7 separate regions of the Mus musculus genome follow, and regions 2, 3, 4, 5, 6 and 7 are each linked to region 1. Evidence: chromatin contacts called from public HiChIP or PLAC-seq and promoter capture Hi-C data. All regions are on one chromosome and are shown on one strand. The core of a region is the stretch at or near the end of the contact, and the rest is flanking DNA. Distances in the headings are between cores, read along the strand shown.

What was found. Promoter capture Hi-C pulls out the DNA fragments that hold promoters and counts their contacts. HiChIP or PLAC-seq counts read pairs in DNA pulled down with a chosen protein or histone mark.
Region 2: a promoter capture Hi-C map of liver shows a contact between it and region 1, with 4 times the contacts expected there. The contact joins the enhancer-like site here to the promoter of Ly86 in region 1. A contact is called at or near these places in 8 of 39 promoter capture datasets (the 3T3-L1 cell line, 3T3-L1-derived adipocytes, embryonic stem cells and 5 more) and 1 of 115 datasets of contacts at active chromatin or transcription factors (CD4 single positive thymocytes).
Region 3: a promoter capture Hi-C map of liver shows a contact between it and region 1, with 2.1 times the contacts expected there. The contact joins the enhancer-like site here to the promoter of Ly86 in region 1. A contact is called at or near these places in 11 of 39 promoter capture datasets (the 3T3-L1 cell line, cranial neural crest, embryonic stem cells and 4 more).
Region 4: a contact with region 1 is called in an H3K4me3 HiChIP or PLAC-seq map of bone marrow-derived macrophages, with 4 times the contacts expected there. The contact joins the enhancer-like site here to the promoter of Ly86 in region 1. A contact is called at or near these places in 9 of 39 promoter capture datasets (the 3T3-L1 cell line, 3T3-L1-derived adipocytes, the C10 cell line and 5 more), 1 of 15 datasets of contacts at CTCF or cohesin (large pre-B cells), 1 of 484 Hi-C or Micro-C datasets (B cells), 2 of 115 datasets of contacts at active chromatin or transcription factors (bone marrow-derived macrophages and large pre-B cells) and 2 of 9 other capture datasets (liver and macrophages).
Region 5: an H3K4me3 HiChIP or PLAC-seq map of bone marrow-derived macrophages shows a contact between it and region 1, with 4 times the contacts expected there. The contact joins the promoter of Riok1 here to the promoter of Ly86 in region 1. A contact is called at or near these places in 1 of 39 promoter capture datasets (embryonic stem cells), 2 of 115 datasets of contacts at active chromatin or transcription factors (bone marrow-derived macrophages and large pre-B cells) and 2 of 9 other capture datasets (adipose tissue and liver).
Region 6: a contact with region 1 is called in a promoter capture Hi-C map of liver, with 4 times the contacts expected there. The contact joins the enhancer-like site here to the promoter of Ly86 in region 1. A contact is called at or near these places in 8 of 39 promoter capture datasets (the HPC-7 cell line, embryonic stem cells, frontonasal cranial neural crest and 4 more).
Region 7: a contact with region 1 is called in a promoter capture Hi-C map of liver, with 5 times the contacts expected there. The contact joins the enhancer-like site here to the promoter of Ly86 in region 1. A contact is called at or near these places in 8 of 39 promoter capture datasets (the 3T3-L1 cell line, frontonasal cranial neural crest, hematopoietic stem and progenitor cells and 4 more).

What each region holds. Positions count from the first base shown.
Region 1 is chr13:37,343,469-37,347,102 of GRCm38.p6, forward strand. Ly86 (lymphocyte antigen 86) reads left to right here and starts at 1,877. Exons shown (of 5, transcript NM_010745.2): 1 at 1,877-2,106. The coding sequence starts at 1,971.
Region 2 is chr13:36,483,316-36,486,917 of GRCm38.p6, forward strand. All of the region lies in intron 6 of Fars2 (phenylalanine-tRNA synthetase 2 (mitochondrial)), which reads left to right. Among named protein-coding and RNA genes, the nearest start is that of Gm46409, 130 kb to the right of the region's middle. Within about 2 kb of position 1,291, at least 2 of the 459 cell types and tissues checked have an H3K27ac peak or open chromatin away from gene starts, as enhancers often do. A contact at or near this core is called in liver, where this site is marked.
Region 3 is chr13:36,647,223-36,651,116 of GRCm38.p6, forward strand. The region is part of intron 1 of Gm46410 (a long non-coding RNA gene); the gene reads left to right. Among named protein-coding and RNA genes, the nearest start is that of Gm46410, 4.0 kb to the left of the region's middle. Within about 2 kb of position 1,314, at least 2 of the 459 cell types and tissues checked have an H3K27ac peak or open chromatin away from gene starts, as enhancers often do. A contact at or near this core is called in liver, where this site is marked.
Region 4 is chr13:37,957,730-37,961,566 of GRCm38.p6, forward strand. No RefSeq gene overlaps it. Among named protein-coding and RNA genes, the nearest start is that of Gm52041, 6.6 kb to the right of the region's middle. Within about 2 kb of position 1,467, at least 83 of the 459 cell types and tissues checked have an H3K27ac peak or open chromatin away from gene starts, as enhancers often do. A contact at or near this core is called in bone marrow-derived macrophages, macrophages and neutrophils, where this site is marked.
Region 5 is chr13:38,035,467-38,038,893 of GRCm38.p6, forward strand. It overlaps Riok1 (RIO kinase 1), which reads left to right and starts at 1,523. Exons shown (of 17, transcript NM_024242.3): 1 at 1,523-2,065. The coding sequence starts at 1,995. It overlaps Cage1 (cancer antigen 1), which reads right to left and starts at 1,471. Exons shown (of 13, transcript NM_027724.2): 1 at 1,353-1,471.
Region 6 is chr13:36,532,100-36,535,503 of GRCm38.p6, forward strand. The region is part of intron 6 of Fars2 (phenylalanine-tRNA synthetase 2 (mitochondrial)); the gene reads left to right. Among named protein-coding and RNA genes, the nearest start is that of Gm46409, 79 kb to the right of the region's middle. Within about 2 kb of position 2,117, at least 56 of the 459 cell types and tissues checked have an H3K27ac peak or open chromatin away from gene starts, as enhancers often do. A contact at or near this core is called in the HPC-7 cell line, liver and trophoblast stem cells, where this site is marked.
Region 7 is chr13:36,390,428-36,394,173 of GRCm38.p6, forward strand. The region is part of intron 5 of Fars2 (phenylalanine-tRNA synthetase 2 (mitochondrial)); the gene reads left to right. Among named protein-coding and RNA genes, the nearest start is that of Gm40912, 180 kb to the left of the region's middle. Within about 2 kb of position 2,369, at least 6 of the 459 cell types and tissues checked have an H3K27ac peak or open chromatin away from gene starts, as enhancers often do. A contact at or near this core is called in liver, where this site is marked.

The DNA.
Region 1 (3,634 bases), core at 627-3,126:
GTTTCAGAGGCTTAGTCCATTATCATCATGGCAGAAAACACAGTGGTATGCAGGCAAGGTGCTGGAGAAGTATCTGAGAGCTACATCCTGATCTGTAAGCAGAGACAGGGGGAGGTGGTGGGGGGCTGGGCTTTTAAAACCTCAAAACCCACCCACCCCCAGTGACACACTTCCTCCAAAAAGGACACACCTCCAATCTTTCTGATCTTTTCAAACAATTCCACTTGATGTTGACTATTCTTTCAAATACATGAGCCTGCGGGGCTATGTGTATTCAAACCACTGCACTTATACTAGCTTTCTGTCACTGTGAGAGAGTGCCTAAGGTAAATAGACAAAGGGAGGAAAAGTTGGTGTTGCCCCACAGCATCAGAGGTTTCAGAGCATGGACATGTGGCCCCATTTTTCTGTGGGTTGGATTGGACCATGTTAAGGTGGGGCTACACATGGAGGAAACCTGATTTCCTTGTGTTGGCTCGAAAACAAAGCAAAAGGAGGGATACGAAGAGTTAGAATTCCACTATTCTCTTTAAGATGATCTAAATTAAAGGTCCCACCACATCTCAATGGTGCCCCAGGCAGGTGACCAAACTTAGCAGCACATGGAACTCTGGGTGACAGTTAATATCCAAACCATAACAGAACTCAAGATGACACCATTATGGATTGATTTCTGAAACAGGTGAGCCAAAAACCACTCGTCAGACCCAAGTCCTGGCTCTTGGTTGACAAAATGAGTTCCCATAACTCCTTGAGGGAGTGGCTTGCTCGTTTTTTCCTACGAGGCTGCATTACATGTTATAGAAAAAAATGCCATCTGTCATGCAAGGAGAGAATATTTTTATTGAGAAGTCTTCTAAAAATACATTGTACATTCTCAATGGGATATAATTCATCTCTTCCTGCCATGGGAAAGAGTGTTGCCTGTTGCTCTGCAGCATCACTGGCCTTGGCCGTGAGTTTGATGAACTGCATAGAGTGGGGTTAGGATTAAGAAAGCTGAGGCAGAGCGGCAAGAGTCCATGGAGGGCAGCATCTTTGTGTGAGAAGCGGTGTCAGTCACCTCTCCTAGTTGAACTAGCCTTTCAGGGAGGCCATGGGCCCATGAACTGTCTCCATGGGTAAAAGCACTTACCTCACAAACCTGGTGACTTGAGTGCCACTCGCAGAACCCACAGAGAAAGGAGAGAATTGACTCCCAAAAGTTACCTTCTGACTTCCACATGATCATACACACGCAAACACACAGAAAGACAACACAGATATACACTAAAAAAATAAATAAAATAAAAATGTTAAAAGGGTAATCCTTCCTCCTGGTGCTGTTGGCCCAGAAATGGAAGATGGCTTACTTCTCAGAGGGAATGCACCACCCAGCTCTGTGTGGGCTCCTAGGACAAGCTCCTGTTCCGCTGGCCCAACCCCAGGGCCAAAGCCAGACAAGAACAAATCCAAAAACCCGGTTCCAGATCCTAAGTTCTAGTATACCACCCTCAAAATGTCACATGTGCCTGCTGGCGTTAGCCAGCTCTGAGACTCACATCAGTGGGGTGTACGCTGATAGAAAACACATGGTGGCCTGAAGCTCATTTTTCCTGAGTTTACAGCTCCAGTGGGGGACAAAGATTCTAAAAGGGGCTGTTCTGAAGAGTCCTGCAGGACCTCTTCCTGTGAAAGCGAGAAGTCACCTTTCAACCTAGCCCATACCTGCCCATATGCGCATGCGCATGTTCAGAGATATGCGCGCGCGCGCGCACACACACACTTGCTATTTCAAGTATGTGAAAGCCCCCTGGAACAGTATTCAAATGCCCCTCCCCGCTGTCTGTCTTTGTCTTCTCACAGTATATTTCCCAGAGACTAGTATTCGAGAAGTGAAACTGAACATACTACTCCTTCAGGGGGAGGACGAGCTTCGGAGGTCTTTTTATTGGGCTGGCTTACCATTGGGCACACACAACCCCCTCGCCATGAATGGTGTCGCAGCTGCCCTCCTTGTGTGGATTCTGACTTCTCCGAGCAGCAGTGACCATGGCAGCGAAAATGGTTGGCCCAAGCACACGGCCTGCAACAGTGGGGGCTTGGAAGTAGTCTACCAGAGCTGTGGTAAGGTCTTATGAAATGGCTGCTTGTGCTTATGGGGAAATTAAAGCTACACGTGGGCAATACGAACACTGGGTGAGTATGGGCGAGGGATGAGGTTATCAGCCTCTCCGTGCTTTTTGCTGCTACGGTGAGCTTTTGTCTTGGCAGCCGTGAGGAGGGAAAGGCCAGGGACAGTGGAAGAGCCTTCTGAAAATAACGAAGACCACAGAAAGAGAGAAATGAACAGTCTAGATATGGAACGAAGTCTAAGAGCTCAGCCCTGCCCTCTCCCCCAAGAACAAGTGATCAGTAAGCTTTTCTTCCCAAATCCTGCGCCTACGCTGGCTTTTCACCTCAGCCATTTTGCAAACTGGGTGAGCATCAAGTCACTTTTGTCAGAGACTCTGTCCTTCAGCCGCTCCCTCTAGAGTTCTTGTCATGCCGCACTGTGCCACCCATTAAAGCAGCAAGCACGTCAGAAGTAGCATCCAATGCCAGGGTTTCCCCAGGGGCAAGGACAGCGAAGGGGAGTGCTGTGGTTGGCCTGTGTCCTGGAGCATGTATTAGAAACTTAACCTCAGTGCAACTGTTTGAGAGGTGGCATATACTGAGACGCGTTGGGCTGGGAGAGCCCCGCTGTTGGCACCACGAACCAGAACTTAGGAGTGGGTTAGTTCTAAAGTCTGAATGTGGTACCTCACCTCACTTTTTCCTTCTGTGACGCTATGACACAGCGAGGAAAAATGAGCCTTGGGATCGATTTCCAATGGGCAGTAGAACAAATGGCTTGTGGAAAGGCAGACATTTATGAAACCTGGAAATCTGTAGGGAAACGGGACAGATGAGCTGAAGAGTATGCAAAGGAGACTCTGAGCCTCTGTGTTGGTCCCACCGCTCGCTGAGAATAAATGAAAGCAAACTAGCTGAGCCCGGATTCTGCCACCCAACTTTGGTTTCTGGGGTAATTCAATGGATTCTTTTAAATTTCCTTTTAAAAGGAACCTTGAAGTGCATTTTAAAAATTAAAAATAAGAAAAAGAAAAGGACGCGCTGGGTGGAGAAAGTGCTGACCTCATGATGCTTGCTGTTCTTGGGACAAATGGGAGCCTAGACGTCTGGGGACTTGCTCACTTCAGGAGTAGGATGACAGCCGGATTGGGTCACGTGGACTACTTGGGATTTGATTTTCCGAGACATTAAGCCTCATGTGACTGGCTATTCCATGTCTAAGATTCTCCCTCAGATTGTAACTGAGTCTCATGTGTCCTTTCACTCACCTGGGTCTGTCAGGGAAAGAACGGGGACATAATGTGCTGCCACACTGTCTGCAGTGCTGCATCTATTTGTAGATGGTACTTCTCTGCAGAGTAATTAAATCTCAGAAATAAGCCCTGGGCACTTGGAATAAAGGAACAGGGGAGATGAAGTTTTCATCCAGGGTGAGTGGGAGAATCAGCCAAGGAAACCAAAGGATAACTGCTTTGTGGGAGGGATGTCTCAAAGGCAGGCATCAGTTACCAGGAGACACAGTGATTTGAAGAGAGCAAGG
Region 2 (3,602 bases), core at 41-2,540, 860 kb before region 1:
TATTGCTTCCATAAGTTGCCTTTGGTCATAGTGTTTTATCACAGCAGCAGAAAAGTAATTAATAGAAACCCTGAGGAGCCCATGATGCACATCTAAGTTCCCAGGCTAAGGAACCTGGAACATGATGTCCCGGAGAAACAGAAAGATGTTTCTCCTTTTTCTCATTGTCCCACTCAAAGGGGAGAAGCACGAGCAAGAGAAAGTGTCTATCATGAGCTTTTTGGTCCAACAAAAATCCCAGCCTATTAAATGACATCTTTGTTTCTTCCCCTGTTGCTATGATACAATACTCTGACCAAAGCAACTTAAGGGAGAAAGAGTTTGTGTAGTTCATGATTCCATATTACAGCCCTTGATGTTGGGAAAGAGAAGGGATCAATAGCCTCTTCCTTGATGTCCACAGTCAGAAGCACAGAGCAGAATATGCTAGTACTAACTAGCTTTCTCCACCCTTACTTGATCCAAGGTTCTCAGCCTAGGGAATAGAGCCACTCGGAGTGAGCCATCCCACCTCAATCAAAGTAATCTAGATAATCTCTGACAAACCTTCCCAGTGGCCCACCTTCCAGGTAGCTCTCTGCAAGTTCCTAGTCAACAGTAGATAGTGTGATCTACATTGTGTAGATAGTGTGATCTACATTGTGTAGATAGTGTGATCTACATTGTGTAGATAGTGTGATCTACATTGTGTAGATAGTGTGATCTACATTGTGTAGATAGTGTGATGTACATTGGCGGTGGTCTTCCCAGTTCATCCCTGGCCTGCATGCTAGTCCCGTCTGTAAACTCTCAAAGAGATACCCCAAAAGATAATTGCACCTGGCCAATTCTCTAGGCATGCAAGCCTCTGTGTAGCCTGTTTTACAACCAAAACTAGCCACCACATCCTTCCACCATCTTTTTGCATTAACAATTTTTGCAGTCATCAGAAGCATTGCCTAGACCTGCTGTTTGAGAGCGAAGCTCGCTTTCCTAATCAGTCTCACCCTCTGAGAATGCAGCTGTGATCTTTCAACCATGCTGCTGTTTTCCTTGAATTGCAAGGAAGGTGAGGTATTGATAATTAAAGGAATATTTTCCTTTTTATACTAATCATACAATAATTTTACTCAGCTTGTCTATGGCAGACTGAGAACTTTTGAGAGCCAGCATCAGATCTGGTGGACCCCATCACCTACTGCCCAGTCTGGCCTGTGGCGGGGTTCACTAAGTGCAGGCTGCTGAATGAGGCTGGGGTTCTCCTTCCTGTACCTGCCCACTAACTTGGCAGCCTTTTCCTGGAACTTGTTTAGTTCTCTGGATGTTTTGCCAGTGTCCTGTAAATATTAATCCAGGTGAGAGGGACCAGAACCTACTAATTTACACAGTGACATTTGGAACATCAAATCCAAGGCTGCGATTCAGAATTCAAGTTGCATTTTTTTTTCTTTTTAACCAAAACTTTTTTAATCTAATTAAACCAGAAAATGTGTGGGCTTCATACCTACCAGGAAGTGGAATCTATTCAACTTCAGCCTGAGGAATCCGACTCTCTACCTAAGGTGGTTGTTCATTGTTTTGAATCTAAAATAAAGATTTTTATTAAATTCTGTTTATTAAATTCAGGCGACTGTGTTTTTAAAACAGATCACATTGTAGACTCTTCTTGATATTGCTGAGTCTTTGCTTTTCCTGAACCACTGCCTGTCTCACTAGTCTTCATAGGTATGTTCCTGGTGCGTACAACCTCTGTAAAGCGAATCAATGTTTGCCTCTTAACGTCTGAGATCTGTTCCCATCTCACACCCTTCACTACTGACTCTGTTAGACTTCTTGGAGGACAAAGCTCCCTGTGCCTTAAAGACCAAGATGCTAACCTAGCATTTGGAAACAGGGACCCTGTTCTGCAAATCCCAGGCAAGACCATGTGAGTGCATTCTCCATACATTCTCTTAGGCTTCAGCACAAAGCTACCCTTTATGTGGAATCTACCAGAAGTTCTGATGATGTAGCCGCCAAGGTCTGTGGTTGCCAGTAGTTCATCATGTATGGCTCAATAACAGAGAGGACACATTTCCATCAGACAAGGTAACTCTAAGTCGACTTTCTGAAAGCTGCTCACATATAATCTTGTAAATCTCAGTGTTTGCTTCTCTGGAAGTGTGCTTCCTTGTAGAATTATACTGTGTAGACTCTCTATTTTGTACAGAAATTGCTACAATCACAGTGTCTCTTCCTGAAAGGAGCTTGAGACTTGCTTTTAAAAATTGGCATGTCCTGCTCCTCAGAGAAGGAATGTTTAAATGATACTGTCACTGTGTGTGTGTGTGTGTGTGTGTGTGTGCACGCACACGTGCGTGTGTGTGTGTTTACCATCTATTCATAATGCAGAAAGAAAAAAAATACTTTAAGGCCAGTGATTAACAGTAAAGCCATACTTTATGTTTTTATAAAAACTAGCTTTAAAATTGTTGTCTTGATATAGACACTTAAGAAAAAGACAAGGATTAAAAAAAAAAAGTAGCTGCAAACATTCATGATAATCCTGAGATGTTCATCTGCATGAGTGGAGAAGGGGGTCTCCTTTACATTTGTAAGCTATTGTTAAAACTGCAGGACTCACTCATGAAGAAGGGGGCCAAGCAAAGAATAGGTTTTCCCAGACGTAAACTGGAGATGTTTTCAAAAACAAGAAGCTTCAGAAAGGAGACCGATGTCAGAGAAAATGCCTTTAGTATGTGGCCCTGCATTACTCAGTACCTAGTATGGAAAACAGTACAATTATGGTTTCCGAGCCAGTAGAGCTCTAGGTGCCCTGTGCGTTCTTTTTTTTTTTTTTTTTTTTTCCTTTCATACATGCTTGCATGTCTGTGTCTGTGTCTGTGTCAGTTTTCATATATAGCTCTCACTATGCCAGTTTGGCCTCAAACTTACAACCCTCCTACCTGAGCCCCACAACTCCTGGATTATACCCAGCTCTCTTTCTCATCCTTGAAAATTAACTGAAAACCCTAAAGAGCTGTAGGTAATGGCTATCTGAAAAGTACAATCATAGCAGTTTACTAAGCACTTTATTAATTCATTTAAACTTAACAATGAAGCTTTGAATAATTAAAATATACAGCCATGAAAAATACCTGAAATTTTCATAAAGAGTGGCAATGATTTGTACTTTCTTTTATTTATTTTAATTTGCCTTAAGATAAATTGTCTCCATTCTAACCATCCAGTGGTAAGGCCAGAGCCTACATCTTTAAGTATCTATTCCTGTAGGCTGAGGTAGGTGTCAGCAGGTCTGCCCTGCGGCCATAGGGTGGTTGGTTGCAGGAAATGCAGTCTTAAAGTTGTGTTGTTTTGGAGCCAGTGATGGAACAAGATGCCGCCTCAAGTGGTTCTATGACATTTTCAGTTGCCAAGATAGGAGAACAAAACTTTATGAATAAAAATGTGCCTTGTCTCCTTTCCATGGACCTTTCTATGGTTTGCCTAGCGTGGGAATTGGGGATGCGGGGAGTGGTGATGTAACTTCCCGCCAATTGTGACATTTAGTTAATACAGTTTCTACACGCGGCCTGTGGCACTTGTCTTCAGTGCACCGCCCTTCCTATGATGAAGCTCCTCTA
Region 3 (3,894 bases), core at 64-2,563, 700 kb before region 1:
GCCAAAAGCAAAGGCAGGCAGTCAACTTTTCCCTTCAGTCCTGGAATTTCTCTCACAGACCTGCACCCCCTGATTCCTCAGATGGCCCTAGACCCCATTAACTTGAGATTCCCCACCACAGTATTTCCAAATTCCAACCTGTAAGCTTCCTGTAAGGGATTGCCCAGAGGAAAATAATGTCCAGTAGATAGATCAAAGTTGGCGACTTAACGGTTGGGATCCTTTTGGCTGCAACCACCCCCCCCCCCAACTCCCACTACTGTATCAGCAATTTCTCTTAACTTAAACATCTTGGTGTTTATGTCTAGACTTGTTGGAAGAAGAGGAATACAAAAAGAACAGAAGGTCTAGGCAAGTGGAGGATGGTGACAACATGTCTGTAATTCCAGGTGGAGACAGGAAGACCTTGTGTTTAAGACACAATTTCAAACACAGAAGGAAAAAAAAATCCTGAGGCAGATGTAGATATCAGACACATTTGAGATGATGCCCGCCTCAGGTTTATGTTATATGCTCTCTCCAGCCCAAATTCTATCCAAAGGGTCCTGTATTGAGCATGGGCAAAAGGATCTCTAAATATGTCACACTTTGTCAGGTCAACCCTCTTTGTCTGGTAGAGCCAAGGGTGCTACAAAACAAAACAAAACAAAAAACAAACAAAAACAGTATTTTGGAGACATCAGAAAAGTCTCAGTCTTGATGACCTTGTGTGAAAGTCTGTTCCAGCAGTTACCCCTGCTGTTCATGTCACCCTGAGCAAGTTACCACCCATCCCTCCTCCAATGCAGCTTCATGGACCACAGCCATTTCCCCCAAGTTTCTGTACTCCTAACACTCCCTTGCCAAGTGGGCCAGATAGCCTGGGACTGGCCCCCGTAGACGCCTTTTATGACTATGTGTTGTTCATTAATTTCTAGAATGTTCAGCACAAAGTAACACTCCCTCCCCCTCCCCTCCTGGTAGCAGAGATGGCGGTGCAATTTCTCAGTGTCCTCAGTCAGTCCTTCCCCACACTCTACCCTGAGGCACCATAATGAGAGTTGTGACGACCCTGCTTATTCTGAAGGGAATCTGGGCCACACTAGACAGCAGTTTCCCCTGAGCTGAGAGAAGTTAACGAGTGAGGCAGAGAAACGAATAGGCCTGTCCTTGTTAATGCCACTGCCTGGTGGTCACATTAAAATGGACCTATCAGAGGAGCCTTCTCACGAATAATTGCCACCAAAACATCCATCACGCCACAGCTATTCCTACCAGAGTCCAACCCACCAATATACTTAAATGAGGAAAAGAGAACAAATTTACTTACAGGGGTCATTCATCAGGGTCATGTTTCCGCTTCTGCTGTTAACCATTACTGCTTGTTTATTCTGGAATCTCTTCTCACAGAGAATTTGCTCTCGCACCTCAAAGGCACCTGAGAGCTTCCTGCAAGGGATTGCTCAGAGCTAAATAACAGTCCAGCAGGTAGATCGAAGTTGGAGACTTAAGTTCTGTATGCAAAAACCTTATTATCTAAGCAACTTTGTCCCAAGTCATTTAGCTGTTCTGGTCCTCTTGCTTTTCTATCAAGCACTGGATTGCAATGGAACAGAAACACACAGGAAATGAATGCCACAGACAGGTGGCTCCATGGACTGTTTTTTTTTCTTTATCTCCCCCCCCACCCAACTTCTTCTTTGCCTTTCTTCTTCCCTCAGGAACTCTATGTAGTAACATAGATAGGACTCTAACTAATGAGCTTTCCAAGAGCACGGTTAAAGTTGTTCAAACTGAGAGATTATGGGTAAGAATATATTCTTCAATGTAAAGGATAAAGAAATTAATCTTGTTAGAAACAGAACACCTTATTAAGGAGGAAAGGAACACTGGAGAAGAGGGAAGAAAGCTGTTTCTATAAGAAGTTCCTGTGGGGTCAGGGAGGAGACACTGAGGAGACATGGCCCATGGTCCCCACACATGCTCTTCTGGCTTGCTTGCTTGTTTTTCTTTTCCTTCCTTCTTTCCTTCCTTCCTTTCTTGCTTTGTTTCTTAGTTTTTCTATTTGTTTCTTTCGTTCTTTGTTTCTTTCTTTGTTTCTCTTTCTTTGTTTCTCCCCCCCTTTCTTTCTTTCTAATTTTGGCTATTTCTTGCAGCTCTGTTGACAGTTTAGCATTTACCTGCACAAGACTTGAGAGTGTTCTTACGCTTATCAGTGGTTGCCTTACCTCTGTTCTTGGGTGACAGACAGAGTTACTATTATTGTTTGGCTTTATTTTTTTAATTATATGTATATGGGTATGTATATGTCTTATGTGTAAACATATGCATGTAAGAGCTCATAGAGGTGGGAAGAGGGCAGCCGATCTCCTTAAGCTTGTGTTACAGGATGTTGTAAACCACTCTTTTGGATGCTGGGAATCAAACTCAAGTCCTTCAGAAGAATGGTGCATGATTTTAATTGATGAGCTATCTCTCCAACTCCTGCTGTTGCTTTTAACTGACACAAAATTCATATATTATAGAGCATATTGTGATGTTTCAACATGTATATATTGTATAATGATACTAAAGAATTTAGCATGACCATTGCCTCAGACATTTGTCAGTTTTGTATGGAGACCTTTCTTCTAGCACTAACATTTTAATTTTATATGTGGCAACGTTTTAATGTTCTTGTAGTTCCTCCTCTATTCCCTCTTTCTCTCCCTCCCACTGAAAAACCTCCTAGTCTCTGTGGCTTCTCTTCTGCTTCCATTTTACATGCATTCTCTGACTCTTCCCCTGGCTACGATCTCTTTCTCCCTTTCATGGTCCTCTTTCTAGTTTCCTATATATAAATCCATGATCCACATTTGAAAGAAAACGTGCAGTATTAGTGCCTTATTTCATGCAAAACTAGCAAAATAATTTCTAGTTTTGTTAAATCTCTGGCAAGTGTTATAATTTCATTTTTCTTTATGGGTGAATAAAACTCCTTTGTGTCTAGGCTTCGAGTTTTCTTTATTAATTCATCTATTGATGGATGTCCAGATTGGTTCCACTTCTTAGCTATTGTAAATAGTGCATCAATCAACATGTACATAGGGCCAAGATTTTAAGTCTTCTGGAAGGCATCACAGTCTACCATCCCGGGGCTGGGCAATGTCTTCTCTGACTCCCAAACATCCCCTCTCACTACTTTTCTTGTTTGTTTCGGTTTTCCTCATCTATATGCCCTCTTCTCAGAAACTACTACCATCTTTTATTGTTTTCAAATATACTTTCCTCATAGTAACAATCTGAATTGGGGTACCTTAGCCTGGGTGCATTGTTGGTACAGGTCATTGGGATGTTATTATTGTTCATGTTCATTTGTGTCTACACTCACATCACCAGTGGAAGCCTCACAGCCTGCAGAATGGGACTGATGGTCTGTGTGCAAATCCTGAGACAAAGTGGCTCACTCAGTAACTCTTATACTGGGAAGTAAATAATTGTGGTGGGAGCGAGGGGGCAGTGGATCAAATCTATTAAGCAACATTCCCTGAGCCAAAGCCAGAGAGAGGTTATTGAAACATAATTGCACATTTGGCTTACAGCACAGTACCAATAGCTTTCAGTTCTTTTATGGATTCTTTTCAGAAATATCACATCACAATGCTCTTAATGGTGAGGAAAATGATATTGTGTGGAAAAGCATCACCATCAACCGCTCCGTGGTGAGAGTAAGTTGGATGGACTCAGTATAAAGAGATTCTAGGAATTCCTGAAGAACTTTGATACTCTCTCTGCCCCCATTCCCAAAGATCACCCAGGTCATCTTCTACAGCCTTTCTCCACCACTCCATCCCTTTGTCTCAGCCTCCAGCTCACAGAGGCATTCCTGGAATCTCTCCAGAAATGCCACCCAGGGATTCTGATGGGTAACATTTA
Region 4 (3,837 bases), core at 217-2,716, 610 kb after region 1:
AGATGTGCTGATTCAATAGCCCTATCTTAACAAAACCCCGGGGGATTCATAAGTATATTAAAATTAGTGAGGCTCAGGCCTAGAGCCTCAAGTTTGGTTCAGATATGAATCCAGCAGCCAGCTGAATAGAGCTCTTAATAGACTCCATCTGTGTTAGCTAGTTTCCCATTACTGTAACAAAATACCCAGTTTTATAAAGTTATAAGTTATAAGACTTTATAACCAACTTACAAAGACGAAAGGGGCTGGAGAGACGGCTCAGCAGTTGGGAGCAGCTGTTGTGCTTGCAATGGATCAGGTTCCATTCCCAGCACCCGCATGGTGGCTCACAACCATCTGTAACTCTAGTTCCAGGGGATCTGGTGCCCTCTTCTAAACTCCGTGGGCACCAGGCATGCACGTGTTGTACAGACATACATGCAGACAAAAACTCTGACAAACAAAATAAAGTAAATACATCTAAAACAAGGCAAAAATCTTTAGGAAGGGGGAGGGGGAGGGGGAGAGGAGGGAAGGTAGACAGAGGGGGACTAGCTAGGAATGATATAGTAGGCCTGTAATCCCAGTGTCTGGGAGGCTGAGGTGGGAAGGTCTCAAATTCAAGGCCAGCCTGGGCTTACTGCATAGCAAGAAGCTCTCTCAAGCTGGGCGTGGTGGCACAAGCCTTTAATCCTAGCACTCGGGCGGCAGAAGCAGGCAGATCTCTGAGTTCGAGGCCAGCCTGGTCTACAGCGTGAGTTCCAGGACAGCCAGGGCTACACAGAGAAACCCTGTCTCAAAAAACAAACAAACAAACTAACAAAATAAGAAGCTCTCTCAACAAAAACAAGTGGCGTTTGCTTCCGTTTATAGCTTCGGAGGCTTCCAGCCACGGTCAGTAGTCTCACTGCCAACTGTAACCGTGGAAGCTGCTTATCTCACAGCAACCAGGAAGCAACGAGATAGAAGGCAGAACCAGCCTCCCTAGGGCCTCTTGAAGGGCACAGTCCAACAATCTCACTTCCTCCTACTGGCCCTGCCCCTTAAAAATAAATCCCTCTATCTTCCAGTAGCATAATGTGCAAGGAACTGAGTCTTTACCTCAGAAGCTGTGGGGAGGAACTCCAGAGCCAGATGATGTCAGCCTTTGGGGTGGAGGAGTATAAAATCGGGAGGGACAAAGACTCAAGAGTGACGCTCTGAGCTGCACTCGTGCCTCAGTTGCTGGCAGACCTAGTAGGCAATAGCTTCATCGTGCTTGTTCCAGGCTTGCATTCGTTACTTGTCTGCGGCTCTGATAAAACACCATGACCAAGGTAAACTCGTGGGTGAAAAAGAAAAGTTGATTTGGGCTAACGATTCCAGAAGGATGCGGAGTTCATCGTGGCAGAAAGGTGGAAGCACTCAGCAGGCTTAGCAGCTGAGAGCTCGCATCCTGAACCACAAGCTTGAAGCAGGGAAGCCTGCCCCCAATGACATACTTCCTCCAGCGAAGTCCTACCTCCTAAACCTCCCCAAACTGCCAAGTGTTCAAATGCCAGCGCCTATGGGGGACATTCTCTGTCCATCCGCTCTAGGGTTCCTGACGTTTGCCACGCCCAGCGGCTGCCTGCCCGCTCCCAAGGAGGCGGGGGAGGGAGGGGTGAGCAGGGAGAACCGCTGGGTTTATTTTAAACCTATAATTGAAGGTTGCTCGTTAACAACAACAAACCAGTGCTCTCCAAGCCAAAGCTGCCAAAGTCAGTGTCCTAAATAAGGAACACAGCAGTCGCTTCTTTCAGGGGAAGGAAGCTGGAGCCAAATAGGGAAGTGACCTGCCTGGCTTTGACTGTGGGCTGTCCTGAGTCCTGCCTGCCTCTCACAGGAATTGACAACATGGTGAGGGCTGGACCCCAGGCTCTCAGATGAGTGGGGTGGGGAATGTATAGCTGCTCATTAGCCCCGCCTTCCCACAAAGACACCACACAACTCTCTCACATAAATGGTAGTCCTACTATGCATGAAAAAGTTAGGGGCGTCAGGGAAATGGGAAGGGGGATAAAACAAGCAATGAAAACTGAATGCAGCCCCGGATATTGCTTCCGTGGCTCTAATTGTACTACTGGCTAGGCAGAGAGAGGTAGCAGCTCTCTGTGAGTTCAGGACCAGCCTGGTCTACGTAGAGAATTCCAGAACAGTTAGTGCTGTATATAGAGACCCTGTCTCAAAAAAAAGCAAAACCAAACAAAGAAAGAAGCAGCGAAACCCAAAGGCAGTTATCTTACTTTCCATCCAGTTTGCTCACCCTGCAGAGTGCAAGTCTTAGGTTGCCAGTCCAGTGAGCTGAGGAGGAATAAAACCCTTTCCTGTCAGAGCAGGGGTGGAGGAAAGTGACAGGATCTGCCTTGTGAGGGTGAAACTGCCTATCGCACACACAGCCCAGCACGTGCACGGGGTCAGGTGTCTATGACTGGAGGATGTGTGCCCACCAAAAGGACAGTGACTGCATAAAACGAGGACACATGGCTCCGGTCAACTCTGGAGGCAGATGTGGTGTGGTGTGCCCTCCTACCCCAGGTGGCTGGTGAGGCCCCCATTCTCCTGATGCATCACAAGTGCCATTCGACAGATGTTTTTTTTTAAAGCTCTGCAGTGATGGCTCACACCTGCTATGTCAAGATGGAACATCAGAAGTGTGTCTTTGGAGCTGGTGAGATGGCTCAGTGGTTAAGAGCACTGACTGCTCTTCCGAAGGTCATGAGTTCAAATCCCAGCAACCACAGGGTGGCTCACAACCATCCATAATGAGAAACACATTTAAAAGACCAATGGGCCCAAGGGAGCAGGGGTGGGGGTGGGGGCAGAGAATGTTTAAAGAAAGAAAGAAAGAAAGAAAGAAAGAAATGTGTCTCTGCCTTCCACACCCTCATCCAGACATTGTAAGACAAGTCCCTCGGTTGCTTGTTGGAAATCCCATTTCAGACCTGCTGATCCAGGATTTCAGGCAGCCAGGTTAAACATTCCAGGTTCTGGAGCTTGGGAAGGTCTACCGGCCACAATTCCAGAAGCTGGACACTGTCCAGGATTTTGCCCTCTCTCCGCAGACATCTCTCTGTATCACTGGGAAGATGATCAAGGCTTCTCTACAAAATGCTATCATAGAGACAGACAGGAATGATTGGTTAAGAACACTAGCTGCTCTTTCAGAAGACCCGGGTTCAATTCCCAGCATCCACATGGTACCTCAACAACCAAATGTAAGTCTAGTCCAAGGGGGGGGGTGTCAGAGAACCTCATCTAGCATCCTTATCTGACCTCCAAAGGCACCAAGCATGCATTGACGCACAGATACACATGCAGGGAAATACTCATATGCTAACAGTAGTTTTCTGTGAGGAGCGGGTGTGGCAGCAGTCCCAAGTTGGCGCCCAGGACTGCAGCTAAGTCTTATGACTTGCACCTGACTTCCTCATACACCTGAAAATAAGCCACGACCATCGTGAGAGCTGCACAGGTGCACCATGATGCTGGCGGTTTAAACAAGTCCATATTTGGTGGAGACATGCCCCTGCTGCCCTGATTGGCTGAAGCTGCATGCCTGGTGAGGTGACATGGCCTGCCGTGAGTGAATGAGGGCTGAGAGTATATAAGAGTGAGAGGCCCGGGTTAAAGAGAGAGATAAAGTTGAGAGAGATAAAATTGAAGCGAGAGAGATGAAGACGGAAGTTTGCTGAATAAACTGCTGTTAGAAGGACTGATGGTCATGTCGTTCTTGCTGGTCGAGAATAGGTGCGACAGTTTTCATTATTATCTAAACAGTATCATGTTTGCATGGACCTTGAGCACCTCTTCCCATAATTTCTATGTTTTCATTTATTT
Region 5 (3,427 bases), core at 273-2,772, 690 kb after region 1:
TGATAAATGGTTGGCCCCTGAATGCTGGTAATTTCTTCAGTAAACACTCTTCTTGCCTGTGCATCCTATTTGAGTCTGGGGTCTTCCTTCAGCTATTCTTGGACCCTAACAGGAACATATAAGTTTCAAATCTGAACAGAGGTATTTCAGGCAGTTTGCTGCTGTGAGTTGGTATAGTGGTGAGAACAGTGAAAGCTGTGTGAAGTTATCATGGGTGAATATTGCCCGAAATTTGTCAGATTCACCCCACCGTTTAAATTATGAATCAAGTTTTGGGTGTGGAGAATTTATCATGACTCTCCCCACCCCATTATGGGGCCATGATCTTTAGTTAAGAAACTCTGGTCTACACAGTTAAAACACAGGCTGAAAATACCCCCCATTCTAGTGGCATATTATCAGATTGTCTCAGTCTATCCTTAGTACCTGTCTGCCTGGATGACTTTGTTAGATTACTTATTTACTGAAGACGTTTTCAAATCGATGTCATCATTTGGTAAACTGTAAAAAACCAAGTAGGCTAAGGAAGCTAGGCAGGGCTGCTGGAGGACTCAACCTTGGGCTCACCTTTCCCGTCCTGCAAATAAACACTACCTGTTCGATGACAGGGATGTGTTAGTGCCTTAAATCACTTTCCAAACGCAAAATGTTTCTTTTCCATGGGCCTGTGACTTGCAACTACACTTTAAAAAATGTATGTGCCTGTTTAGTATACCCGTGCCATGTGTGTGTAGGATCCTCTGGAACCGGAATTATAGTAGTTGTGACTGGCCCAACCAGGTGCTGAACCAAGCCACCACCACCCAGGCTTGGTTAGCCATTCTACCTAAATCCATTGTTTGTTTGTTTGTTTTTTTTTTTCTTTTCTTTTTCTTCTTCTTCGAGGAAACAGGGTCTCTCTGTGTAGCCCCTCCTGTCAACAGGTTGGCCTCAAACTCAAGAGATCCGCCTGCCTCTGCCTCCCAAGGGATGGGATTAAAGGCGTGTGCCACCACCGCTCGGCTTGAGTTAAAACCGTTTGAAGATAATGAGGGCTTGTGAGATGGCTGAACAGGAAAAAGCGCGGACGACCAGAGTTCGGTTCCCGGAGCCCAAGGTGGAAGGAGTAAGCCCTCAAGTTATTCTCTGAACTTCACTCACGGAGCACGCATACACAAGCGCGCGCTAGATAATACTTAACATTTTAACATTTAATAAAGGCAGAAAGAGGTGTCACAAGAGTTCCTGCCAAACGCAAAAAAAAACCTTGAACTTCCCAACTTAAAAAAAAAAAAACAACAAAAACCAACCACTTGTATCATTGCATCTCAAAACAACGCACCAACGTTTCTAGAGAGCAAAAGTGTGCTCACTTCCATGATCCATCGAGCTTCTGTGACTCAGGCTAAGGATTCCGGGTTTCCTCCCGGCACACCGGCTCCGCGGGAGGGAGAACACCTTCCAACCGTCCCCACCGAGGGCACCAACTGGTGCGTCGCAGGGCGCTCGAACGCCCCAGTGTGACGTCCTCCGGACCGCACCTGGGTCCAGAGGAAGAAGGTCAGAGGACGCAAGTCTTCAGGAGCAGCCGGAGGAAAAAAAAAACAGGCTGACTTCCTATGACCGTAAACGCCATGGTGGAGCAAGAACGAAAGGCTGGGGAGCAACAAGAGCTACACATCCCACGCTACAAACAACGCACCACGCCCACTTCACATCGCGGATTGGTCTTTCCCGGCCACCGTCACGCGCATGCTCCCTGAGGGCACTAGGGTTTGGAGAGGCCCTGCTGGTGGCATACTTCCGGCGTTGCACTTCCGGCCTGTTGGTGGCCGCGTTTGCCGAAACCCTGTATCCTGACACCCCGGTGGCGCCTGGTCGTTGCCTTCTTGGGCCTGGCGGTTGCCGAGGGATTTGAGGGGCGGGAATCGCGGAGACGCGTTTGGATCCTCTAGGTGGGAAGCAGGCTCTTCCGATCGCGGCCTCAGGGGCGCCGAAGGCTCACACCCCTAGCCATGGACTGCAGTCTGGACAGGATGGCTTCGGTGGTCCCCGGGCAATTTGACGACGCGGATTCCTCAGACAGGTAGGCGGCCGGTGGTGACACAGGGACTCCTCCGATTCCGCCAGCTCCACATTGGGCTCGGGGAGCTGACAGCTGACGGCTTTGGATTTTTCTCGGGGTGAGCAGCTTGTGAAAGCTACCTACCTGTCAGTGGGTCCCGGGACGTTTAGCAGAGAAGCAAGAGTTGGGGACCACTGAGGAAGGTGGGCCTTTTTTTTTTCCTTTCTTTTCTTCATACAGGCTTCCATACACAGTGAGCAAAAGTTTTACCTCTGCGAGTATGATGAACAAGACAAATCAAGTCACTACTGTCTTTTTGGAAAGGAGGGCAAACCAAGAGGCTAGCACCTACAGCGTAGCGGAGAGAATTGAGGCAAAAAAGGGAGGCCAGCCAGGTCGAGCCTTCCAAGTGACTGTGAGGAGTTAAGATCCTGTTCAGGTCTTACAGGCCAGAGGAGGGCTTTTGCAGCGACAGAGCATCCGTCATTTGATTTATGAATTAAAGGAACTGGTGAGTCATGTAGAAGATGTTCGTAGAGAGGAGTGGAGCAGAGAATCAGTAAATAAATAAATAACCAGCTTCAAACCGGATGGCTCCTAGAGCTGCTGTCGTAGAACGACTTCGAGGTAGCAGTGTTGAGGTTTTGTGGTGAAATTGGATGTGAGGTCCAAAAGCAAGCAGTGACGGAAAACTTCCCGTTCAAAAGAAAAGAGAATTTACACATAGCCATTTTGAAACAACAAAGAGTTTTGCGTACCTTATAGTCAGGAAGATTTTATTCATCAATTGTGAGCGGTTGTGATAAGTATATATATTGACCACTCTGTGTGTCAGATCGAGTGGTAGGGAAATATTGGTGACTACCGTTTTGATTGCCACAGGGGTTGGCCTCTGCTAGGGGAGATAGATATTCACACGAGGTAAATTATTTGAATTAAAATTGGTGAATAGTACAAAGGAAAAAAATGAGTGATCAATAACATATGGTAAATAGAGGGTAAGTAGGGCTTAGCCGGAGATGTTGGAGATTTCCAGCCTTCCACTGAGGAATGGGCACATCATCTCAGAGAAATCCTTACGGAAGCGTTTAAGTGGGAAGAAGGGACAAGCTTACTTTGCCCACAGGCCCCATACACGCAGGATATTGTGAGACTGCACCCATGGTCCTCTGCTGGATCTGATTTTGCCATTGCACCAATCCAGAGACATTTTTATATGTCACACCTGGGCTGAGACACTAGTGGTATCTGGTAGGTAGTTCCGCATAAGACAACCTCACAGCAGAGGATTGACTAGTTGAGAGCATTCACATAGTTGTGCCTTTAACATACCTGTCTAGATTATTAGATTTGTAAGTGAAGAGTAATTTATGTATGATACTT
Region 6 (3,404 bases), core at 867-3,366, 810 kb before region 1:
CAGGCATACCATCCAAGAACACAGAGTAGCTGCTCTGTCACAGATGGAAAAGCAGACTATTGTGGATGCTGTAGGAGATAGGTTTGGGCTGCATGTGAGGAAGGGTTTTATTTCAAGTTCAGAGCTAGTTTGGTTGCCACGGTGAACCCAGTGGTTGTATAATAGAAGTCTTCCCTCCCTCACCAAGACTCTGACCCATTGTTCCTTCTTTCCAGGCGGCTCCATAGCCCTGTACCCCTTCAGAAAATACCCCCCATACTTTGAGCTGGGGGGAGCACTAGTTAATCTTCAAGTAGTTCTGATGATGGTTCACTTTATTACTCTTTCTATTTTGTTTTAAGATATTTATTGCTCAGCTTTTTCACATTAAGACTGACACAAATATGAATATTTACAGGATGCAGTAAAATATTTTGAGCTATGTGTAATGATACAGTAATCAAGGTGCTTGGCATATCCGTCACCTCAGACATTCGTCATCTCTTTGTTTTGAGAACATTTAAAGTCCTCTTGTAGATAATGTAAAATATTCAAAACAGGGTCACTAGCCAGGGTCATCTGCTTTGCCACAGATCACTAGAGCCTGCTCCTTTCACCTTCCATAACTTTGTTGATCTTTCATCCCCACCCCAGCCTCTGGCAGCCCCCGCCCCTATTTTTTTTGTGAGACCAGCTTCTTTAGGCCCCACAAATAAGAGAGAGCACACACTGTGTCCCTTCTGTAATTGTCTTACTCCACTGAGCATAGCATCCTCGGGACCACCCATGCTGCTGCGATGACACCATCGCACCTTTTTAAAGACTGAGTAGTATTCCATTGAGTAAGTGTTCTTGATTTCTTCTTCCATTCACCCCCTGCCGGATGCTTGTGGTAATCTCATATCTTGGCTTTATGAATACTGTGCCAATAAGCATGGGGTCCAGGTCCTCTCAACACCTGTTAAAACCTCCTTTGGATGCATACCCTGAAGGGGATTGCTAAACCCTTTTAGGCATAAGCTTGACAGTCCTTTCACTGATCCAGACTTGACTGTTCTCAATCCCACGCAGCTTTCTCTTTGGTCTAAAGTTAGGAGTCTCGGAGGAGGAGGCACTAAAACAGAATCCCCCTCTGCTGGCTTGTCCCGCTGGCCTGCCTCCTCTCCCCATAGTTCACATGGGATTGCCCATCCTGGTTCTCAGTTTCTGCCTGAGCATCCGGACTTGGGTGGGAGGTGGAATTGGGTAAGCCTTGACGTTCAGAGTGGAGCAGGGAACAGGACCAAGGTGAAAGCAAGTCATGTGTTTTGTTTCCCCTAGTTGGACCCTGAAAGGGGGTGGGGGTGATGTCAGGCTGGTTGGGAGAAGCACAAGATGTTGTGGTATTGGCACAGCAGACCATCCTGAATCACTCAGGAGCAGACAAGGATGGTCACGTATGGCTGCCTGTGTCCAGTGTCTACAGGCAGAATGACCCAGATTTCTTTTTTGGTTTCTTCAGTGTCCAACTCTGTAACTAGACGAATAGCACCATGCCAGTGCACATGGTATCTCCCATGTGCTGACGAGGAGACCCTTAGATATCCCTGTCGCCTGCAGAGTGGCACAGCTGGCTTTACCGCCAAGTGGCTGCCAGCCCTCTTACTGCCAACTGGCCCACTGCTGGATGACAGATTCTCTGTGCTCCTTTCTGTCAAGCTCAGTGCCTGCAAGATGCTTTTTGTTGAATGACTGACTAACGAAGTCTATAAACGAATAGTCCCGGTTGAAAACACTGTAAGGTACTTATTAAAATCTCTGTTTTTTTTAAAAAAAAAAAAGGCAAAATGCCAAGTTCTAGCCAGCAACCACACATTGTACAATCAGCCAGTATTACAAGGCAATGGAAATTGGTTTTTTTTTTTTTTTCATTCTTTTCCACCTTGTCAGCAAAGGGATTTGACCTCCTTAACTGAACAATAGATAATCTTGTTTATTTTTCTCACAAGTAGAAACTGTGGAGTACATGAAAGTGAACTTTGATTTGCCTATGAAGCTCCAGATTATACAGCCGACTCGACTCATCCCAAACGCTGGGCCCTATGGGTTGGACAGAAAGCCATGGCAACCGCCTGCCGCCCAGACCCAGTACTGCACCAGTAGGGAAGACCTCTGTCAGTGCATTCCTTGTCTATGTGTCCTGGTCATCCGGGTCATCCCTGTGTCCTCTCTAAGTCAGACAAGCTTATTCTGTGTCTTGCTTAGTCATTTTAAAACTATATTGCTGCTTAGAGGAAGTTAGATGTGTTCGCTTTCTGTCACTATGAGAAATGCCTGAGAAATGAGGAAGTGTTTATTTGGGCCTGTAGTCTAGAGCCTTCAGTCCATGAGCAATTGACTCGTTAGTTTTGAGCCTGTGGAAGCATGTTAGAGTGGGAGCATATGATCAGAGAGACTTATTTACCCTATGCTGGGTTTGAAAAGAGAAAGAAGGAGCTGCGTGCCCCTTATCTGCCCTCTAGGAACCTGTCCCCAGTAAACTTAAGCACCCTGCTACAGCTTACATCTTAAAGGCCCCACTACCTCCCAGTAACCAGGGCCTTTGGTGAGATTCAGGATCCGAGTCATAGGAAGAGCTCAGAGGTGAAGGGGAGGAGGATGCTTGACAGAGCTCTTGAGTGTGGTGGGAAAGACTGTTCTGAAACCACACTCTCTATGCTTCATTTCTATCCTATTGAAATGAAATTCACATAACATGAAATTAGTCATTTTGAAAGTATACAGTTCAGTGCCATAGGGCAGTTCTCTAGTCTGGATGTCTGGATGTTTCAGACAGTGGGACCATGCAGTGTGTGGTATGCAGCTTCTACTACTTTGGTTTTGAAGTTCACCTAGTTTCCACTCATTGGAATTACATTCTCTGCCTATACTAAATCTGTTAATATCCATCCATTTGTTGGTAATGACTGAACATACAGCTTTTAGGAAAATCAATCTCTCTCTCTCTCTCTCTCTCTCTCTCTCTCTCTCTCTCTCTCTCTCTCTCTCTCCCTCTCTGTCCCCTACTGCCCCTCTTTATGGGGGTGGGGCAGGAATTGAACCTGTGGCCTCATACATCATTGGTAAACTCTACCACTGAACTATAGGCCCTGCCCTCTTTTTCCTTTTCGTTCTGACACAGGGGCTCATGCAGTTGCCAGGGCTGGCCTTGAACTTGCTCTGTAGTTCAGTCGCTCATTGACCTTGTGAACCTTTTGCCTTAGCCTCGCCAGCTACCTGAGGGTACAGACATGATCACAAGGCTCAGCAGCAAACTTTTGTCTGACTTTTAGTTTGAGCAGCCGCCGCTTTCCATTCTCTGGGACATAAACCTAGAAATCATTGGATTATGTAGCAACTCTACATTTAGTGGTTTGGAAACCCACTGCACCTTTTCATAGCAACAC
Region 7 (3,746 bases), core at 1,119-3,618, 950 kb before region 1:
AGAAGAAGGAGGAGGAGGAAAATAAAAGCCTTGGAAAACTGCACAGAATACATTTTGCCTCTCAAGCTCATCAGATTTAGGCTTGTAAGAGAAAAGATCCCTTTCAAGTGCGGATAACAGTGAAGCATTGCAAACCATTTTGAGTTCTCAGGTTATTTGGGGTGGACGTTCTGAGAAATGGCCTATAGGGTGCTGTTTGATTCTATTTTATTCTGACCTAAGCTAAGTTTCTCCCAGCAGTGCAGGTAGCAGAGGCTGTGATTGGGGAGCAGGAGAACCTGGAGCTAATAGAGTGTGGGACTGCTTGTCTTGCTGCTGTAACCCTGCTAAAGACCCACACGTAGGAGTTGTAGCCGCCTGACAGGCATAAGGGACACCTTCTCTGGCCTTCCTGTCAGTGTCCATCCTCACTCTGCCCTGTTACTCACCGCTGCATCTCTTCCGCAGCTGAAGCTTCTTTTAATGTCTCCAAGTTCTATCTGGGAGGAAACGTGGTTGCGATTTTCTCCTTTGTGGGGATGGGACACCTTGTGGGTGTTACAAGAGGACAGAGTTGGCACTTTTGAAATTTCCTCAGAAGGCCAGATGTGCACTGGAGGCAGCTTGGCCATCTCCAAGCAACTCACCTGCACTGCCTTTTCATCGTTTCATTCTTTAGATTCATGTTGTGAACTGGGCTCTCTGGCTCTTCTGCTGCTGATTTGAATCAGCTACACCAACAAGAGTAGCAACTACCTACTTAGTCTCTCTGTCCCGAACCTGGGGATTTTAGTTGGGGTCTAGGCAAATGGCAGAAACCATATCGATGATTGGGTTTTTGTATAAAGAGCCTATTATTAAGATATACCAACCTTTGAGGGAAGAAGAAGAAAGGAGAAAGGGAGGAATCATGGGGACTGCAGATGCAGGATACTCCTCCGTAAAGATGAGGTAGCCAAAGAAGAGGCTAACATTAATGCATCTCATCAGCATGGCGGAGGAAGGCTTTCTCAGAACTGCCTATGGAACCCGGTAGCTAGCTTGGTAGAGCACAGTTCTGCAGGAATTAGGAAACCTACAGTATGAGTTCAGCTGCTGCCAGTGGCCGCACTGACTGAACTCTGTGCAGAAGACATGGTGCTTTTACTATAGACTGCAGATTGGTAGATATCCCATGATAGCATTCAACAGGAACCTTGCTTTGACTCAGGAGTTTGTGTCTTTACCCTAGGTACCCCATATATGGTCTAATCCTCTGCCTCATCTGAAAAAAGACTCATCCTCATGGCCCGCTTCTCAGTCACAAGGGAAAACAGTTGGTGCTTTGCACATGCACGGCTACTGTGCTTGGGTGTTCAAAAAGGCATTTATTAATCACCTTTTTTGCCTTTGGTATATTCCATTTGCAATGGCTTTATCTGGATGTGACTCTCATCAGAAGCATAGAAACATCTGACTGTATTTCATCTCATTTAATTTTCATAATGATTTGATGAAGGAGTTTACTGCATCAAGAGAGCCAGAGGGAGCCTGAGAGACAAAAGAAACGGCACAACCATGGTGGTATCAGCAGACTTGGGGAGGGCTTCAGGAAGAAGGGCACACTGTGGGCATGCTGTGAGGTATGAATGTGTGGATTCCCCCTCTCTCTCACTCTTACCATGCACCCTTGAGCACAGTGCCTTCCGCTCTTCCCTTTCCCCATCCCCAGAATCTGGATCACACCATCTGCCACAGCGCACGGTGAGGATGGCAAGTGAGAGTTGAATCCTGTGGAGGTAACCAGCATATATGGCAAGTCTGAGAGAAAAGAAATCAGCACATGTGGCCTCAGGGTTGATCCTGCGTGCATGTTACTCATTTTGAATATTTTGAAGAGGGAAATTAGTCACGAGTGTGTCTGGCACGGCACCTCTGAGTGGATGATCTGGCTTACTGGGAGCCTCTGAGAACTTGAGAAAACTCTGAAAAGCCATGTCCTGACCTTTAATGGGTAACATTTATAGACCACCATGACACTTACTCGGGGCCCTTGGAGAAGCAGGTATAGGATTTAGTACAAGTTAGCTGACCACTCTGGAAGCCACAAAATGCCCTTGCTGGTGGTTTTTTTCTGGCCTCTGACAGAATGGCAGGGCTGAGGTAACTAGAGGGACCTTAGGTTTGGTTTCCACTTGGCCTTTTCAATTTACCATTTAGAAAGGACAGGCTCCAGTAATCATTGTCATCTGGCTTACTTGTTTGACTTGTCTAGCTGCCTGACTTGCTTAACCCAGTGCTTCTCAGATACACTTGACCATGACTGGGTCTCTCAAGGTACCCTCTCGACACTCTCGGGAACAGTTTTCATTAGACATCAGCCTGTGAACTCCTACCTTTCCTAGTGAAGAAGCCATGGTACAGAGGGCATTTTGTGTTAGGTCAGGGACCTAGACGTGACCTGAGAGCAATGTACCATGTGGTGAGGGTTCTTTTGAAAAAACTGATTGGCTATTTTTCTCACAGTCAGATTTGACTGTTGATCTGCCGTGTGGGCCAGATTCTTTTGACCATGTTCCAGGGTTTGTCCTCTGAATAAGTTTACCTTAAGGTGACTTCATTTCCTGTATAGAAGGTTTAGTTGTCCCTCAAAATCAGACAAGAAAATATAAATACCAATTGAGCTTCACAGTGATGGCCAAACTGGCCTGTGCCCCTGGGGCGTGAACACATCTGGCACTTAAGGACATGTCGTGCTGAGCGGTTTGTTCTGTTCCCCTTCACTTTGGTCTGTGGGGTCTTGGACAGTGGGAGTGAGGTCTGAGTGGTCAGAGCAAGTAGCACAGGCAAGGCGCATGGCGGCTGAGGAGGTACCAGTGCTTCTGTGGATACAGCCTGGGCTCAGGGGTGGGCGGCCACCACAGAACCCCGAGGGACTTTATCTTACTTTGACCTATGACCCTCTGTGAAATTTGCTGTACATTGTGTTAGAAGTATTTGGACATGGTACCAAAGGCAAAAATAGTTTATATTTGTTCCTAAAGTAAGACAATTGAAGCCCTTGTTTATTAATATAAACTCCAATATTAAAAAGCAGAACTTTATGTAAAGAAATGGTGATTTGAAGGAAAACACAGCTGTATAGACTGCAGTTAAATTTCTGTGACCATTTTATTATACCCCAAGTTTGTGACTAAGTATTAATATTTGTCCTATAATTGTCTCTTCTATGTAATATTTGCTGTTTAGAAAATATGTAATATTTAAATCCCACAGCATTATGTGCAGTGGATGCCAGTGAAAGCTAACGGGTCCCCCAGCCTGTCACCTCCATGTGTCTGTTCTTCCCACCTCACCCCCTTTCATCCTGCGACCTTTTCATCCTGCGACCTTTCATCCTGCGACCTTTCATCCTGCGACCTTCTGCCCTTGCCTAGAGCAGCTAAGGTGTTCGTATTGCTTTAAAGATTTGAGAGCTCAGGTTGAGTTTTTGTCCCAGTTACCTTTCTACCCATTGATTTTTGAGGTGATAGTAGACTATTCTAGAATTCCTAAATTAGTAAATGTTTTTTAAAAGTAACTAATTCAGCTGAACCTACCTTTTCTGGCTATTTCTCTTCAGCTGTGGTAGAGACAAAAACTGCCAACATAGTCAGGAGAGATGTTCACTGTGGCGATGAACCTCTGCATAGAAAAAATGGGGGTCAGGAAGAATGCTCACATACGATGTGGCGGGATCTGACCCCCAAGGCTCCTAGGCCATGTGGCGATAAAGGATAGGTAGGGTG